Linked DNA regions of Mus musculus: region 2 is linked to region 1. Evidence: chromatin contacts called from public promoter capture Hi-C data. All regions are on one chromosome and are shown on one strand. The core of a region is the stretch at or near the end of the contact, and the rest is flanking DNA. Distances in the headings are between cores, read along the strand shown. Region 1 has its middle 8.8 kb from the start of Gm16578. Region 2 holds the start of Thoc3 (THO complex 3).

Evidence for each region. Promoter capture Hi-C pulls out the DNA fragments that hold promoters and counts their contacts.
Region 2: a contact with region 1 is called in a promoter capture Hi-C map of pre-B cells. The contact joins the promoter of Thoc3 here to the enhancer-like site in region 1. A contact is called at or near these places in 16 of 39 promoter capture datasets (the 3T3-L1 cell line, the C10 cell line, the HPC-7 cell line and 10 more), 1 of 15 datasets of contacts at CTCF or cohesin (large pre-B cells), 3 of 115 datasets of contacts at active chromatin or transcription factors (embryonic basal ganglia, kidney and large pre-B cells) and 1 of 9 other capture datasets (adipose tissue).

What each region holds. Positions count from the first base shown.
Region 1 is chr13:54,229,698-54,233,973 of GRCm38.p6, reverse strand. It overlaps a transcript of Hrh2 not described here. Among named protein-coding and RNA genes, the nearest start is that of Gm16578, 8.8 kb to the right of the region's middle. Within about 2 kb of position 1,808, at least 27 of the 459 cell types and tissues checked have an H3K27ac peak or open chromatin away from gene starts, as enhancers often do. A contact at or near this core is called in adipose tissue, where this site is marked.
Region 2 is chr13:54,467,411-54,471,861 of GRCm38.p6, reverse strand. It overlaps Thoc3 (THO complex 3), which reads left to right and starts at 3,022. Exons shown (of 6, transcript NM_028597.3): 1 at 3,022-3,321; 2 at 3,880-4,036. The coding sequence starts at 3,055.

The DNA of each region.
Region 1 (4,276 bases), core at 559-3,058:
AGTACCTCTATCCCAGACATACTTTCTGGCTGAGTGGCCTGAGGTACATTCCACACTACCCTGACTCTCAGTTTCCATCTCTGTAAAGACTGGAGAGTGATGCTTATCCTAAGCATATGTATATAAATTATGAGAGCCTGTGTAGGCAAAGTATCTGGAACTTAGTTAGGTGTCCATGGAGGGCAATTTCTTTCCTCTTCTTTCTCTTCCACTCGCTTCTCTTCTTTTCTGCTCACATTGAGACCTCGCAGGGAAGCGAGGCTTCTCAGTGCTTTATGATAGTATCCTTTGCCCTGCTTGGCAGATGTGCATGTTTTCTATAGAAGCACGTCCATGTACACCTGTGTATCCATCTCTGTCCTGCTCTCTCTGCTCATGACTCCTAGGGCCAGCACCAACATGAGCTTTGAACCCAAGGAATTCTGCCTAAGGATTTTAACCTGTCTGAAATCTGCTCCCAGGGAAGATGTTTTGTGTGTTCTGTGAGCCTCCAGGCTCAGGCTGAAGTTTGTCCTCAGTGGTTTGGTGGGGCTTGGTATACAGGGGCTCCAGAAAGGAGATCCAAGTGATAAGGCCAGCATCTTGGTGTCCTGGGCAGGATCTAGACAGCCTCATAGGACAACAGCCCCATTCCTTCCTGTGATGGTGTCCTTTCTGTCTCTTCAGACAGTGGCTCCCCCAGTTGCTCCTTTGAGGGTCCTTCTGGGTGTTGCTGGAGGAAACGAAGCCTCCACAGGCTCTTGCAGCAGCTTAGGAGGTTATTGGAGCATATGGTGCAAGACAATGCTGTTTTCCTGTAGAGACACAAGCATAAGTCAGAGCTGGGGTACTGACATGACTAATCTTGCTTGTCAGCTTGACATACACGGAAAGAGGGACCCTCAGTTGAGAAATTGCCTCCATCAGATTGGCCTCTCTGTGGGGATTTTTCTTGATTGCTAACTGATGTAAGAGGATATAGCCCACTGTGGGTGGTACCATCCCTAGGCAGGAGAGTATGGGCTTTGTAAGGAGCCTAGCTGAGCAAGCCAGAGTGAGCAAGCCAGTAAGCAGCCACTCTCTTGGTTTCAAGCTCCTGCCTTGAGTTCTTGCTTTGGCTTTCTGCCATGATGAACTATATAGCCTATAAGCTAAAATAAACCCTCTTCTTCCCAAATAGCTTTTGGTTATAGAGGATTTGTTGTTTGTTTGTTTGTTTGTTTGTTTTCACAGTAACAGAAAGCAGGCTAGAACAGGTGGTCACTGAGACAAGTCCATGGGATGAGCCCTTGTGCTGTGCATCCTCTAAGCCTGGACTAAGCCTGTGGGATTCTCTTCCCTGTCTAGAGCAGTTAAGTTTTACAGGCAGAGCAGGGAAGGCCATCACCCTATAAGGAGAAGCAACCAGGGGCCATGCCTACAAATCCCAGCTCTGTTCCTATATGATCCTTCCTCTGAATCTCATATGGAGCTACTCATAATTATATATTCTCCAACTCTGGTAAGAACCCAGGGTTATAAAACACACCAGAGCGAGCACCTCATACATTAGGGGGCCCAGGCAATGAATGTTCTATCTGTGCCACGTTTCAATGTTCACAGTGCTGGAGATGGAACCCAGAGAGAACCATCTCACACGTCTTGCATGAGCTGGGGAAGCTTGGCCAGTGGGACAATCAAGCTCTCTGCTCCTCCTTCCATACAGGGAGAGGGATGGAGACTCTACTTTCCTTGCTCACTTCTGCTAGTCACACGGTGGCTATGGCTGTGGGTGCCTGGCTTTGCAAGGCTCCGTGGACAAAGACTCTGCTGATTCCCAGCCTCCTTCTGTGCGTGGCACACCCTGGCTGAGTCACTGCCGGGAACTCCCAGGTGGCCCTTGGCCCTCTCTCTTAACACTCTGTACCTTCGTCTGGTCGGCAAGGTCAGGCCTGTGGCATTTCAGAGGTTTCTGCTCCCACATGAGCAGCAATGCACATATTTGGCCAAGCTAGCAGGGAGGTGTCCGCCCTTGGACGAACATTCCACTAGCTCTGAGAAAGTACTTCTTGCTGAAATTACTACCGAGGAGCCACTCGAAACTGAAGCCTTTGCCCTCTAAGGAGCCTGCCTAGTAATTCATCATGACATATTCACAGTAAAATGTCAGCACGTAGAACCAACAAAAAGACACAGATAAACAACTCAGGTAATCCCCCTACTCCAGCAAATCCTCTTGGTTCACAATTCATCTATTGGATATTTTTGAATGAAATACACTAGCCAGCCAAACAGATCCTATTTTAAGTACATAGACATGATTTAAAGACTATGTAAGTAAAGTCGTTGAAATTCATGAGCACCTGATTCACTCCAGCAAATATTTTGTTTTGCCTTCATTTATTTTATGTAGATGGTATCATGTTTTATGATTTTTTCCCCCTCTGAGGCTGACTTTTTATTCATACCTTATTGCCCTGAGGCAGGTCTCTCACTGAACTTGAAGTAAGATCCTTCGGGTCGGCTGGCAAGCTCTGGGGCTGCACTTGTCTCCACCCCTCAGTGCTGGGGTTAGAAGCACATGCAACCATGTCTGGCTTTACAATGTGGGTTCCAGGAATTCAAACTCAGTTCCTTGTGCTTATGTCTCAAGAGTTTTTACCTACTGTGCCAGCAACTCAGCCCACATTTGCCTTCATTTTAATAGCCATGTTTTATTTATTTTCCTTTCTGGGATTGTTTATGAAAAGCCTTATACATCCCAAAGTCATCAAAGTGTTCTTTTTTTTTTTTTCTTCTACAAGTTTAAATGTTGTGATTGGCTTTTGTGTGTCACGTGGTGTACTGGCTGGCTTTGTGTGTCAACTTGATAGGAGTTGAAGTTATCACAGAGAAAGGAGCCTCCCTTGAGGAAATGCCTCCATGAGATCCAGCTATAAGGCATTTTCTCAATTAGTGATCAGGGCTGAGAGGGCCCATTGTGGGTGGTGCCATCCCTGGGCTGGTAGTCCTGGGTTCTATAAGAAAGCAAGCTGAGCAAGCCAAGGGAAGCAATCTAGTAAGCAGCACCCCTCCATGTCCTCTGCATCAGCTCCTGCCTCCAGGTTCCTGCCCTGTGTGAGTTCCTGTCCTGACTTCCTTTGGTGATGAACAGCAATGTGGAAATGTAAGCTGAATAAACCCTTTCCTCCCCAACTTGCTTCTTGGTCATGATGTTTTGTGTAGGAATACAAACCCTGACTAAGACACGTGGCATCCAATACTTTTTCCCCCCTTTTTCTTCCTGACCCCTCCCATTCCTATTTTTAACGTGCAAATGGTTTTCCTACCTGTGTGTGGTGCTGACTGAACACCTCCACCTGATCATTGTTTCCCTTTGGGTGGACATGGAGTTGATTCCAATGGTATTTTTATTCTTAATTATACCAAAAATCTACAAAAACGTCCTCCATTCTTTGCGATGGACCTGCCAGTTTTTCCAGAATTTTCCTCAGAACTGTGGTTGGGTTTGTTGCTCTTCTTTTGACCAAGCCTTTGTCTTTTGCTTCACTAATGTCTGCTCCATGGTTGACCTTTTCTTTACTGTGTATGGGTGCGCGGTGTTGATCTTTTTTAACTTTCCAAGTTGAACTTTTAGTACTTAAATTTCAAACCCATTGTTTATGTTCTAAGCACGTACTCCTGCATTTCCCTTGGTGGACACTTTGAGGAATGGAGTATGTTTCGAAGTCTTGTTTACATTGTCCTGCACTCAACTCTATTTCCTAACAGCTTAAAGACTTTTTTCCTTCACTCCACCAACTAAGGAATGCGTTAGCAAGTTAGCATAGGTTTCTTTTGCTACTTAACTTTGTCTTCATTAGAGGACTGCTTTATGAACAGAGTTCTAGTAGATGCTCAACTCTTTTTCTTCGGTTTGTTCTTTTGAGACAGGATCTTGCTATGTAGCCCTGGCTGGCCTTGAACTCACAGAGATCCACCTGCCTCTGCCTCTGGGAGTAAGTGTCTGCCACTATACCCAGCTTTAGACAGCTCTTTTGTGTGCCGAATGTGTTCTGCTTTTGTCGGGAGGGAACATTACACTTTCAATTGTAAATCGAAATAAAGAATTATATTCTTATATTGATAGTCATATACCTGGTTTTTAAATACTGATAATATATTATACATTTTATATTATAATGAGTTGTAAGTTTTTCTTTGTGTTTCTGTTAGCTTTACATGTTTTTCAAGCTAGGGTCATTTGGCACATATGAATTAAAATGATCTTTCTGATAGATTAGCTCTCATCAAAATACATTGGCCTTACTTATCCTTA
Region 2 (4,451 bases), core at 1,773-4,272, 240 kb before region 1:
TCGCTCAGCTGAGTGGTGGTGGTGCACGCCTTTAATCCCAGTACTAAGGAGGCAGAGGCAGGAAGATCTCAGAGTTGGAGGCCAGCCTGGTCTACAGAGTGAGTTTCAGGACAAGCAGCGCTATGAGAGCAACCCTGTCTGGAAAAACAAAAACAAGAACAAAAACAAACAAAATACTTTTCTCTATCAAATATTAGGCCTGTGACTTGGGGAAGGCCATTTTGTCCCTTTCGTCAGTTTCCTTACCTAATATAAGAAGCACAAGTCCTCAGTGTCTGTAAGATATATAGTCACATGAAATATTTGAAAAAGAAGGGAAGGAGGGAAAATGAGATAACACATAGTTTTCTGCCCAAAGACTTTAGTGATTTTATTGACACTTTAGTCCTGTCTAACATCTTTGCAGTTTCTAAAACTTTCTGATTATGACGAGGTAGGAAGGAGAGTGTAGAAGCAGGAGCTATGTGCTTACGTGGCTTCATTTATTATTTAGGATCTATATTTCCTTATATGGATGGTTGCAGATTCTTAGAAACTCCTCTTTAATTGTTTTATAACACTACCCAAAGAAAGTGCACAGTGCATAATGAAGATTGTATAGGGATATTCATTGCAATAATTCATTAAGGAAGCAACTGAATTAAACTATTATACTTCTCCAACTGAGCTATTGTGCAAGACCCCTTCTCAAGGAAAAAAAAGAAAAGAACAAAAATCAATCCCCAACTAGAAGTCTATATATATTTATGAAAGACAGCAAATTATGTAAGGAAGGCTGCATCATCCCATAAACCCTGCAGCGTCTTTGCAAGGTCACACATTTTTTTTTCCTTTTCCTTTTTTTTTTTTTCCTTAAATTTTTATGTGAAGGAGGATTTTTGCATGGGGCCTGGGACGCCAGAAGAAGGCGCTAGATCTCCTGGAACCAGAGTTACCAAGAGTTGTGGGCCACTTTGTGGGTGCCTGGGGAGGGAACAGCAATCCTCTGCTAGGACAGCAAGTGCTCTTAAACAGAGAGCCATCTCTCTATCGATTCTATTTTCCTTAAAAAAAAAAAATTAAAGATACTATTAGCTAGGCATGGTGGAGCACTCTTTTAATCCTAGCACTTGGGAAGCAGAGGCACATGGACCTCAGAGTTCAAGGCCAACCTGGTCTACAGAGGAAGTTCCTGGACAGCCAGGAATACACAGAGAAATCTTGTCGTAAACCCCCCTTCCCCATCAAAAATTATATTTTTTCTTGTGAATATTCATTGTGTAGGGTACTGTTATATAAGGATTTCTTTCTTTCATTTTCTCACATTTTATTTAGTAAATATTGGGTGCCTACTATGTGCAAAATACCAGTGGAGGGGGCCAAGACTGCTGGGTCATAAAAACAATGGAATGACAGATTTCAAGAAATTATATTCAGGTAGGGAGATAGCTATTACTGAAAGTAACAGAAGAGAATATGTAGGGAAAATACACAGGAATTCCAGTCCCAGACAGAGTACAGAACACGGTATTCAGGGATAGACCCATTTAAAATGATTTCATGGATATGCATGTGTGAGTACACGTGTGTATGTGGGGGCCAGAGGACAACACGGAGGTGGTTCTGAGGCACCATCCCTTGTTCTGTTTTGAGAAAGGGTCACTCATTAGCCCGGGACTTGCCAAGGAAGTTAGACAGCTAGCCAGTGAGTCCTAGGGATCTGCCTGTCCCTGTCTCCCCAGTGATGGGGTTATAAGCCTGCGACACCACAGCTGGCTTCATAAGGACATTTTCACACGAATATTTGTTGGATATATTCCTCTGGTGTCCCCTATCCCTGCACAGTTCTTCTCCAGTGCTTGGCGAATCCTGGCTGTGCACCATTGTTTTTTTCCACCCGGGTATCTTTTGGTTTAACAGAGACATAAGTGGGAGGATCAGAGATGTGAGCATGGCACACAAAATGGTCATTGTACTTTCCGCTATTTTCTTTTAGTTTACTATCATGTATATACAATATCCTTTAACAACCAAGATCAAAAGACAGAAAAACGTCTTGGGAGGCAGAGGCAGGCGGATGTCTGTGTGTTCGAGGCCAGCCTGGTCTGTAGAGTGAGTTCCAGGGCAGTCAGGGATACACTGAGAAGCCCTGTCTTCAAAAACTAAAAACAAAAACAAAACCCCCGAACAAACCAAATCTCAAATTAACCGAACAACTTTTCCCAAGTCCAACCGACAAACCCACATTTCTTTTTTCTTTTTTTTTTCTTTTTTTTTTTTTTTTTTTTTTTTTTTTGGTTTTTCGAGACAGGGTTTCTCTGTATAGCCCTGGCTGTCCTGGAGCTCACGTTGTAGACCAGGCTGGCCTCGAACTCAGAAATCCGCCTGCCTCTGCCTCCCGAGTGGTGGGATTAAAGGCGTGCGCCACCACGCCCGGCTCAAACCCACATTTCTTATCAATTCCTTCATTCCACAAACATCTAACCTTTCTCCAGGAGCGACAACTTGCAATGGCCTTTTGCTTTAAGGGCACGATGAGGACCTTACAGTGAAAAACAACTCTAGAAAAAAGATATTTTACATGCAGGTAAACTGGAGGATTTATCTTGACTCTCTTTTTTGAATAAGCAAGGCTACCAAGAAACTGGTAAGAAGACCATTTAAAAAAAAAGTTGAACTCTTGGTGGGGGGTGGGGAGGGGGAGGGAAGCAAGTCGGGCAGTGGTGGCACACGCCTTTAATCCCAGCACTTGGGAGGCAGAGACAGGCAGTTTTCTGAGTTAGAGGCCAGCCTGGTCTAGAGTGAGTTCCAGGACAGCCAGGAAACAAACAAAGAAACCCTGTCTCGAAAACAAAACAAAACAAAACAAACCAAACAAAAAAAAGCGAATTTAAGGAAGAATCAGTCCTATTTCAAAAGGGAAAGGTGGACGCGCGCTGCATGGCGGGATTTGTAGTTCCGCGAGTGAGAGGCGCCAGCGCGGAGCGACGCGGCGCTTTTTCGGCGCATGTGCAGGGCGACGGCGCCAGACTCAGAGTATCCAGCTTCCGGCGCGCGGTCCGTGAGGAGGGAGGCATGGCGGCGCCCGCTGCGGTCCTGGGCCCCTCGGCCCTCGGCCAGAGCGGCCCCGGCTCGATGGCGCCCTGGTGCTCAGTGAGCAGTGGCCCGTCTCGTTACGTGCTCGGGATGCAGGAGCTCTTCCGAGGCCACAGCAAGACGCGCGAATTCCCGGCGCACAGTGCTAAGGTGCACTCGGTCGCCTGGAGCTGCGATGGCCGTCGCTTGGCCTCGGGGTCCTTCGACAAGACTGCCAGCGTGTTCTTGCTGGAGAAGGACCGGCTGGTGAGCTTGTAGGGCACGGGCTTGGCGGAGAAGAGGGCTGTGTGCGGAGGGAGAAAAAGCAGGAGAGGTAGGGGTATGGCCTGTCGTTGGCGGTGATGAGGAAGGGGTTTGGGGCTGGAAGAGTTGGAATGACGAAGGGGGTGAGGCTGCCTGGCGGAGAGCAGAGAGCGAACTTAGTGGCAGTAAAGAGGTGTGGCGACGTGGCTGCGGGCCGGGGGAGGTTGAAGTCAGGTGGCAGAAAGTGGTGAGGGTCTAGAAGAGCCCTGGTGACGAGTGGCTAGGGACTAATGGGGTGGTAGAGCCCCTAGGGTGGAGAGGAAGGCTTTATTTGAAAATGATAGCGCAGGACAGGTTGGTTGAGGTGGTGGTGGAAAAAGAAAGAAGGGAGGCCAGGAAGGGCCAATGTCAAAGCTCAGAGAGGTTCATGGGGGGGGGGGGGAGGGGGTGTTGTAGTTTTGGAAAAAGAATTAGATTTCTGTTTTGAATTATCCAGATCTTTGCTGGTTTCAAGGCACCACTGTTTGGATAAAAGTGGCATCTGGATTCTGTTCTTTTAAGGTCAAAGAAAACAACTACCGGGGCCACGGAGATAGTGTGGACCAGCTTTGTTGGCACCCAAGCAACCCTGACCTCTTTGTCACCGCATCTGGAGATAAAACCATTCGCATCTGGGATGTGAGGACTACAAAATGCATCGCCACTGTGAATACGAAAGGTGAGTTCAGAGAGAGGGGGTTCTGGAGGAAAAGCTAGTGTGATCTGCAGCAAGCATCTTTGTAGCAAGTGCAGGTTATCAGGATGGGTTGTATGTGTCTGTCTGGAGAAGACAGGAACAGAACAGAGCACTTTTCTGGCAGGCTGTAGATGTATAGGAGAGCAGTGGAAACTATACAAGAGTAGTATGTGCAGAGGCGTGGAGAGTTTGGGAGATTCAGGCAGGTTACAATGGCTGAGAAACCATGGGCGATCTGGAAAGTTGTGCGTTTTGTTTAAAGGCTGTGTTCAAAGAAGCAGTGTGGTAGTTTGAGTAGGCTTGGCCCAGGGCATGGCACTATTAGGTGTGGCCTTGTTGGAGGAAGCGTGTCACTGTGGGTGTGGGCTTTAAGACCCTTATCCTGGCTTACCTGGAA